Regions from separate parts of the Mus musculus genome. Here region 2 is linked to region 1. A link is a contact called in public HiChIP or PLAC-seq data. All regions are on one chromosome and are shown on one strand. Each heading gives the region's core, a stretch centred on a gene start, on an enhancer-like site or on the middle of the called end of the contact. The rest is flanking DNA. Distances are from core to core; before and after follow the strand shown. Region 1 overlaps Iqce (IQ motif containing E). Region 2 overlaps Rnf216 (ring finger protein 216).

Region 1 (3,780 bases), core at 444-2,943:
TAAGCCATCATGCTGGCTATAAATTACAATATTTTTTTAGCTGGGTGTGGTGGTGCATGCTTTTAACCTCATTCCAGTAAGTACTATCTAGTTAAACCCCATTAAAAAAAAAAAAAAGGCCAGGGGACCCAGTCCCCACTGGCCTGAGCCGTTCTGAGTTTCATTTCCCAGCTTGTGGATGCAGGCGCTCTGACAGGTGCCTGCCCAGCTGCGGCCTGCACTGGACAGGTTAGTCGAGATTGCAGTATGGCTGCTGTATGCAGATCCCCGTGACCCCCAAGTAGGTAAGAACCTCAGGAGAGGGCCACAGGCTCCATGTCAGCCAGCCGTCTCTGGCCCTCAGAGCTTCCGAGCCACCCAGGAACGTATGGCTTCCCCCTCCCCAAGGAGGAATTTGCAATTAGTTTGACCAGGATATACTGGAATTTTTATTTAGATCTCAAAGTTGAGAGTGCTTTCCCGGGAAGGTATTTATAGGTTTAAAGACATCTGTTCTGCTCCAATCTTCCCTCTTTTTCTAATGATTGGTCTCTTCACAGAGAGGGCTCTGTCTCTGTGAGACTGAAGGCACAGTCCTCTCTCCCCTCCTCGGGAGACAAAAATAGACATTTATCAGACAGAATCCAGCCGGCACCTGCAGTCAGGGTCATTCAGGCACAGTCGCTCCTTGAAACTGAAATGAGTGGACCTACAAAAAGCTCCCATGTGCTGTGGGGTTTTACACAAACGCCAGGCACAGGGCCCTGGGAAATTAGTTCTGGTTACCCATCAGGCGGCCTACAGGGACTGTGGTCTTGGTGGCTTCAAGCCCCTCTGAATGTGGCATGACCATGCGGTCATACTGCATTAAGACTGCACCTTTGGGGTTGGAGGTGTGGCTCAGTGGTAGAGTAACAAAAGAAGGACCTGGGCCCCATCCCCGGCGCCATATAAAAAAAGCTCACTACAGAGTCTGATTCCGATCTCCGCAGGTTTGCTCCCACCCACACGCAGCTCACTGATGTCTGTTTTGCTAGTTTTGGGAAGCCTGGTTTGTATCAGCCTCCTCTCTGTGCTTCCTCCTCAGCTGCATCTGGTGGGTGGAGGTGAAACAAGGGGAGCAGAGGGGAGCAGAGTTTCCCAGATCTTGCTTTTTTTTTTCATAGGGGCAGCATCTTCAAGGAGGATGGCTCCAGTCTGTTCCTGGCTTTTGAGGTCCCTGCTGGCTTCCTGTGCACTCTCCAGAGAGGCTCAGAGCCTCAGGCAAGCGCGTGTGTAAACGTGAGCGGTGTGCGTAGCCTTTCACTTTTTCAGCTCTGCGCACAGGTCAGCTACAGCAGTGAGTGAGGCCTCGGTCAGCAGACTGACAGCCACCCATCGGGCGGGGTCACAAAGCGAGCACGGGCTCTTTTAGAGATGAGCTACCTACCAGCCTACACAGAAGGCTCACTCCTGCTCTTTAAGCACAAGGTGATGTGGAGCTGTTGCTGTGGAAATCAGGGCACAGTGACGTCACTGACCCAGCTCTGCACATACCTGGGCCTCCTTTGGTTCTGAATGCTGAGGTCAGAGGTCCTTACAAAGGTCTCCACTCCTACTCACCCCCAGGGATGAAGTTTGCTGCTTCTTAAGGCCCCACTGCCAGTCCACAGCTGGCTGCGTCCAAGACCAGCACACTCCCAGAGGGCTTGGCCCAACCCACAGCCTCTACTCTTCTTCCTCTTTCCTCGACCCACCCCCCACCCTACCACAGTCCCTGGCAATTGGCATATACCTCACCCCTCAGTAGTTTTTGTTTTGCCAATGGCCCTGGCTGGCCAGTCAGGCTTGGAGAACTTGTGCCTACACAACCAAGCCAAGCACAAGGACTCTTGTCTTACAGATCAGGTGCCGTTCAGGCCGGCAGGACTTCCAGTTCCCACATCGGCTCCTGGAGAAGTCAGCGGGAGCTCACTGTACTGCCCCTGCACCCCAGATAGGCTACCACGCCCCCCTCCCCCGGGCACTTTCTCTGATGCAGACAGCCAGGGGCAGTCTGCTCTGGCAATGGCGCGTGGGTGGAGAGCACAGAACACAGGACGGACACCTGCCAAAGGCAGAGGCTTCAGGCTTCACCCTCATTTACTGGGGCAGCTTCAAGACAGGCTTTGCCTTTAATAGATGAGCTGCTACACCAAAGGATGGGAAGGCTACAGCTTTCCTGTGTTTCAGAGGCAGGTTCTTAGAAAACCCAAGTGCGGGGGCTGATCAGACCTCATTGCCCACTGGCCAGGCTGGGTGCACAGGTTGGCCCTGCAGCTAGAGTGCCATCTTGCATAACCCCTTCCTGAGGTGGAGCACCCCCCCCCAGGTGAAGGGGGTGAAAACACCCCACCCTGACTGTTTGCTCACTCGGAACACTCAATGCACAGATGGCTGCAGTTAAATAAGGGAGGGGACAGAGCAGTGGCACATGGACACTCCTGGCCCCGGGAAAGGTACAGGCACATGAGGGCCACCTGTAGCCGCCGTCTTGTGTCTTAGTGGGTGGTGTCTGAGGCTTTAAGGGGTGGCAGCAATCACAGGGAACACAGCCAAGTTCTGACAAGGAAGCAGATCTACAGAGGGCTCCAGGCGGCTGCTATGTGAGTAAAGTTACCACCAGTTCACTGAGAAACTACCTTGGCAGGCAGCCTCCAGGCCATGGCTGCGTTGTGTTTTGCCCCCTGGTGGAGAAAAATGGGAGGCAGCTGTCCCTGGTCCCATCAGAGTATTAGGGGTGCTTAAACCTTCCAGGAGCAGGTAGACAAAGCTGGGCCCTCCCTCTTCCTGGTCTCTAACTGGCAAGCCCAGCTCACTTCCTGAACGTCCTATCAGGCAAGTGTTTTGTAGAGAAGGGTGCCAGGAACTAAATGGTCCCCAAAAGCAAACCTCTTGGGGGTCCCCACTGGTCTACTCCAAGAAAGAACCTTATTAGGTTTTCCTTGAGACAAATCTCAGTTCTATGGGACCAGGAAGTTCCATCTCCAGTGACCTATGGAGACCACCAGCAGCCAGTCTAACAGGCACTCTGGAGGGGACACTTGGGCAGCAGGCCTAAGTTACATGGAGCCTGGATACTCCTAAAACCCTGTCTAAGCCCAAAGTCCCTCATTCTCACCCACTGCCAGGAGCTAATTTCACAGACAAGGGACCAACACCTCAAGCTGCCAGATGCTGAGGGTGCCAGATGGCACCGGTCACCTGCAGGTACCTCTGCACACCCAGTTACAGGGCTGTACTGGAATTTGTCCTTCCCTGAGACATATCTCCTCTGGGACAATGGGCTGCCTGCCTCCTGGCCCTGCTGCCTTGCCTTGTGTCTGGGTGACCTGAGCCATCCTCGGGCTGCTTCTCATTAGTGGCTGGACCACTCTGTGATGACGCTGCCTGGTACCTCTTCCCAGAGTTCATCCTCCTGGGGCGGGTGATGGAGGCAGTGGGGGAGAAAACCGGGAGGAACAAGGAGCCCATGGGACAAGGACTCAGTTAGGGACCCTGATGGCCATAGGTTCTTGCTGGCTCTTCTATGACTGCATCTTGCTGTGGGCTCGGGAGGCTTAGCTGTAGCACCTGTTAAGGCACTGGGCAGCAGCAGACCAGGAAGGCTAGGCCAACATGACAGCTAACAGTGCCATGTTAAGAGCAAGTAGTAGACTCTGTAAGAGTTCTCTTTGCAGGACTGTCTGCTGCCCTGGCCTTGAGGTGGACGTTATCTGTGGGCACTAGAAACACACAGGCTAAAGTGGGAAATGGAAGTGGGAGTTGCCCACCCTCCCCCCT
Region 2 (3,780 bases), core at 659-3,158, 2.4 Mb after region 1:
CTTGAGTAAGGCAAGTGACTGACTGCTGAGTCACACCTCAGCCTGCAAAGACTTACTTTTAAGGACTTAGAGATTTGAACTTGCAAATAATGACCCCTTTTCCTTCTTGCAATGTGACCTGGACCCAGCACCTTGGAAACTTCTTGTTTCTGCAGTTGAGCTCCTCTCACTTGAGTCCTGTTAAGCTCAGTGACTTCTCAGCCCTCGGGGCCTACCTTCTATGTGACAGTCAGCATGAGAGAAGACTGCTCCAACACAGCATCCTGGAGGAGAGCAGTAAGATGGCCAGCCTTCCCTTGCAGGAATAGTGTGTGCCTGAAAACCCCCAGGGAGACTTGGATTGCCACAAGCTCTCTGGTCTCTTTCCAGAGCCCAGAGCCCTGAGGAGGGATAGATGGAATAGGAAGGAATGGCACTCCTGTTTCTCTGGTGAGGAAGTCAGGGTGAATGTTCTGTTGATGACCACATAGTTCAGTTTTTGAATGTCTTTCCAATGAGCAGGAGTTGCTGCTGGGAACTACCAGAGCCATGGGCAGGCAGAGTCACCTACTGAGTGTTCCAGTGACAATTCTACTTCACTGCTCTGTTCTTTTTTTTTTTTTTTTAATTGGGTATTTATTTCGTTTACATTTCCAATGCTATCCCAAAAGTCCCTCACACGCTCCCCCACCTACTCCTCTACCCACCCACTCCCACTTCTTGGCCCTGGCGTTCCCCTGTACTGAGGCATATAAAGTTTGCAATGACCAATGGGCCTCTCTTTCCACTGATGGCCGACTAGGCCATCTTCTGATTGATATGCAGCTAGAGTCACGAGCTCTGAAGGGGTATTGGTTAGTTCATATTGTTGTTCCACCTATAGGATTGCAGATCCCTTCAGCTCCTTGGGTACTTTCTCTAGCTCCTCCATTGGGGGCCCTGTTATAAATCCAATAGCTGACTGTGAGCATCCACTTCTGTGTTTGCCAGGCCCCGGCATAGTCTCACAAGAGACAGCCTTCACTGCTCTGTTAGAATCATTCACTTATTTAGAATACAAGAGAAAGGTTTTTGGAAACTTGCCAGAGCAGCCATCAGACGCAGTGCTATTTGCAGCAACGGACTGTTTCCTACAGAAGGTCTTAAAGATGAAAGCACAGGCCCTGACCAGCCCAACTGGATTCATTGTCATGGTCAATTGATTGTGCCTGTCAGGAACGCCAGGTTCTAAATTAAAAGCTAAAAATTAAGGAATATGTGAAATTTCTAGACATTAAAGAGTTCACAGGCAGCTATCTCTGAAGCAAAGACAGTCTTGAAGGACCCTTTTCCTAGCACCACGGAGTTAAGTGACACTGAAGTATTTCTAGTATAACCCCACTGCTCTTTCCAAGATTCTGAACTAAGCAGATACAGAGAAAATGATCCCAGATGTGAGGTGTCCCAGACCCAGGAAAATCAAACACACCGCCTATCCACCCACCCAGAAAGTAGCTCATCAAGAAAAGGGATAAAAGACTCTATTTGCATTTTCAAGGATGTGAAAGTGAAAGTACTGAAAGAATTAGGAACCCCTTTCCCCAACCAGGCTTTCTCTGTGCAGCTCAGCTGTCCTAAACCTCGCTGGGAACGCTAAGATTATAAGCATGTGTCATAATACCCAGCTTATTCAGTGCTGTAAACCAGAAACCCAGGATTCCATCCATGCTAGGCAAGTACTGAGCTGCATCTAACTGGAAGCCATTTTGCTAAGGGTTTGAGGATTTGCGCCGATCATGAAGAATGGCTTAGAATTCTGTACCAACACAGCAGTAACGCCTGTCACAGTCAATACACCTTCCTGTTTCCTAGAGGAAAGGAGCCAACCTGAAGATGAGAGCATGGCTTAGCACAGCACACTCCCACTGACATCACAGACACTATAGCTGGCTGGTGGGGACAACAGGCCTTTTGTTTTTAGAAGCACAGACTGGGTGAAGTTGAAAGCACTTCCAGCAATGTTTACTCTTCTTTTAATTATTAGTTGCCTGAGGGAAAAATATATAATACAAGTGTGATTTAACAGTAAATGACGCTGAAGTGAACTCACTGCATACTGTATCACACACTCAAGTACTTATGAGCCACAAAGAAAAAAGGAGGAGGGAGCTATCCTTCATTTCATTCTAGGAAGAACAAGGGGAGAGATGGTCAGCCAAACTGAATCCCCCTTTTTTAAAGATTTATTTATTTATTTTATGTATGATGAATACACTGTAGCTGTCTTCAGACACACCAGAAGAGGGCATCAGGTCCCATTACAGATGGTTGTGAGCCACCATGTGGGTGCTGGGAATTGAACTCAGGACCTCAGAACCGCTGAGACATCTCTCTAGCCACCACCACCCCCAATTGATTTTTTTTTAAATCTCTACTAACATATGTACATGCCAAGAAGGTGGACACTCTTGTCTCAAGCCATCCTTTAGCTACTGAATTCCTTATAGGAAAATAAAAAGCTATGCCTCGACATTCAGAAAGAGGGAATGGAGCAGGAAGCTCACACACTGCATTCCATGTCTTGCTCTGAGCCTTTAACAGAGGCTCCCATGTAACAGACTCCCATGCGTCTTGTGTTTTCTGGAATGGGATATAAAATTGTATTGATGACTAACAGTAATTCTACGTATCTCACTTTATTATCAATGAGAGGGTTGCTTTAGATAACTATGACACATGATCTCCTGGATGAGAACTAACATCAAAACACAAAATACTGCTCTTAAAGATAAAACTTAGGTATAGTGGTGCCTACCCGTAAGTCCAGCACAGCTAGCTGGAGAACCAACAATAAAACAAATTGGTAAAACTCAGGAGCCTGAATGGCAAAGCTGACTGAATGTAGGAAGAGAAGCAAGTATTAAAAGGCTAAAGACAAAGGTGCTGCTCACTCTGTCTTCAGTGGATCTGGGAGACTGGGCTGCTGTGGCTCCTGCTCAATACAATGAAACGGAATGAAAGCCTTCAGAAGCCTGTGTGCCAACCTGCAGGGCCAAGTACACTGCTAGGAAGAGCACTAGGAAGGGATTCTTTGGTGCGGGCTGGAGAAGGGATGGTGGTTGCAGGAAGGCTGGCGTCACCATGTGATAACTGCAGCAACTGCATTTCTTGCTATGTGAGACATGGATAAGTGACAGACTTAATTTTCGGTTTTGGGATCCATGACTCACCCCAGGACTTTCCCTCAAGCATGGCCATATTTGAGTATCACAAAGAAAAAGGAAAAGAAAACGAAAAGGAAAGGGGGTTGGGAATATAGCCCAGTAGTGGGGTGCTTGTCTAGTGTGCATGATGCCGAGTTCTCAGGACTGCATGAACTGAATAATGCAGGTCACGAGGGTCACCCCACCACCTGATCAGAAGTTCAAGGTCATCCTTGGCTACAAAGACACATTTTGAAAGATTAAAAAAAGAAAGAAAGAAAAAAGAGGGAGTGGAGCAGAGGGGAAGGGAGGAGAGGACAGGGAGCCTGGAGAAGCCTGGGGAGCCTCGAGCAGCATCGGCAGAGCAGCGACGCCCCTCAGTGGCCCCACAATCACTGGCTCCTAGTCTTCAAGGAGCTCTTTTCTTTTCAAATAAAACCCAAGCTTCTGCTCCCACGCCCTTCGCTGCCTTGCAATAGTCTCTAAATTACCTATCTTTTGAGACAGAGTCTGTCACTGTGTATCCCAGGTTGGCCTATAACTCTGGATTCTCCTCTATGTGCATTTTTGGCTAGCACAGCTCTGTCCTAACAACTTCAGGTATTCCAGTCACACTTGC

The links. HiChIP or PLAC-seq counts read pairs in DNA pulled down with a chosen protein or histone mark.
Region 2: an H3K27ac HiChIP or PLAC-seq map of large pre-B cells shows a contact between it and region 1, with 6 times the contacts expected there. The contact joins two enhancer-like sites. A contact is called at or near these places in 1 of 39 promoter capture datasets (the 3T3-L1 cell line) and 1 of 115 datasets of contacts at active chromatin or transcription factors (large pre-B cells).

What each region holds. Positions count from the first base shown.
Region 1 is chr5:140,661,423-140,665,202 of GRCm38.p6, forward strand. It overlaps Iqce (IQ motif containing E), which reads right to left. Exons shown (of 23, transcript NM_028833.3): 23 at 2,083-3,780. Among named protein-coding and RNA genes, the nearest start is that of Ttyh3, 14 kb to the left of the region's middle. Within about 2 kb of position 1,694, at least 107 of the 459 cell types and tissues checked have an H3K27ac peak or open chromatin away from gene starts, as enhancers often do.
Region 2 is chr5:143,048,878-143,052,657 of GRCm38.p6, forward strand. The region is part of intron 13 of Rnf216 (ring finger protein 216); the gene reads right to left. It overlaps Gm43380 (a long non-coding RNA gene), which reads left to right. Exons shown (of 3, transcript XR_003955828.1): 2 at 1-3,780. Among named protein-coding and RNA genes, the nearest start is that of Gm43380, 12 kb to the left of the region's middle. Within about 2 kb of position 1,909, at least 119 of the 459 cell types and tissues checked have an H3K27ac peak or open chromatin away from gene starts, as enhancers often do.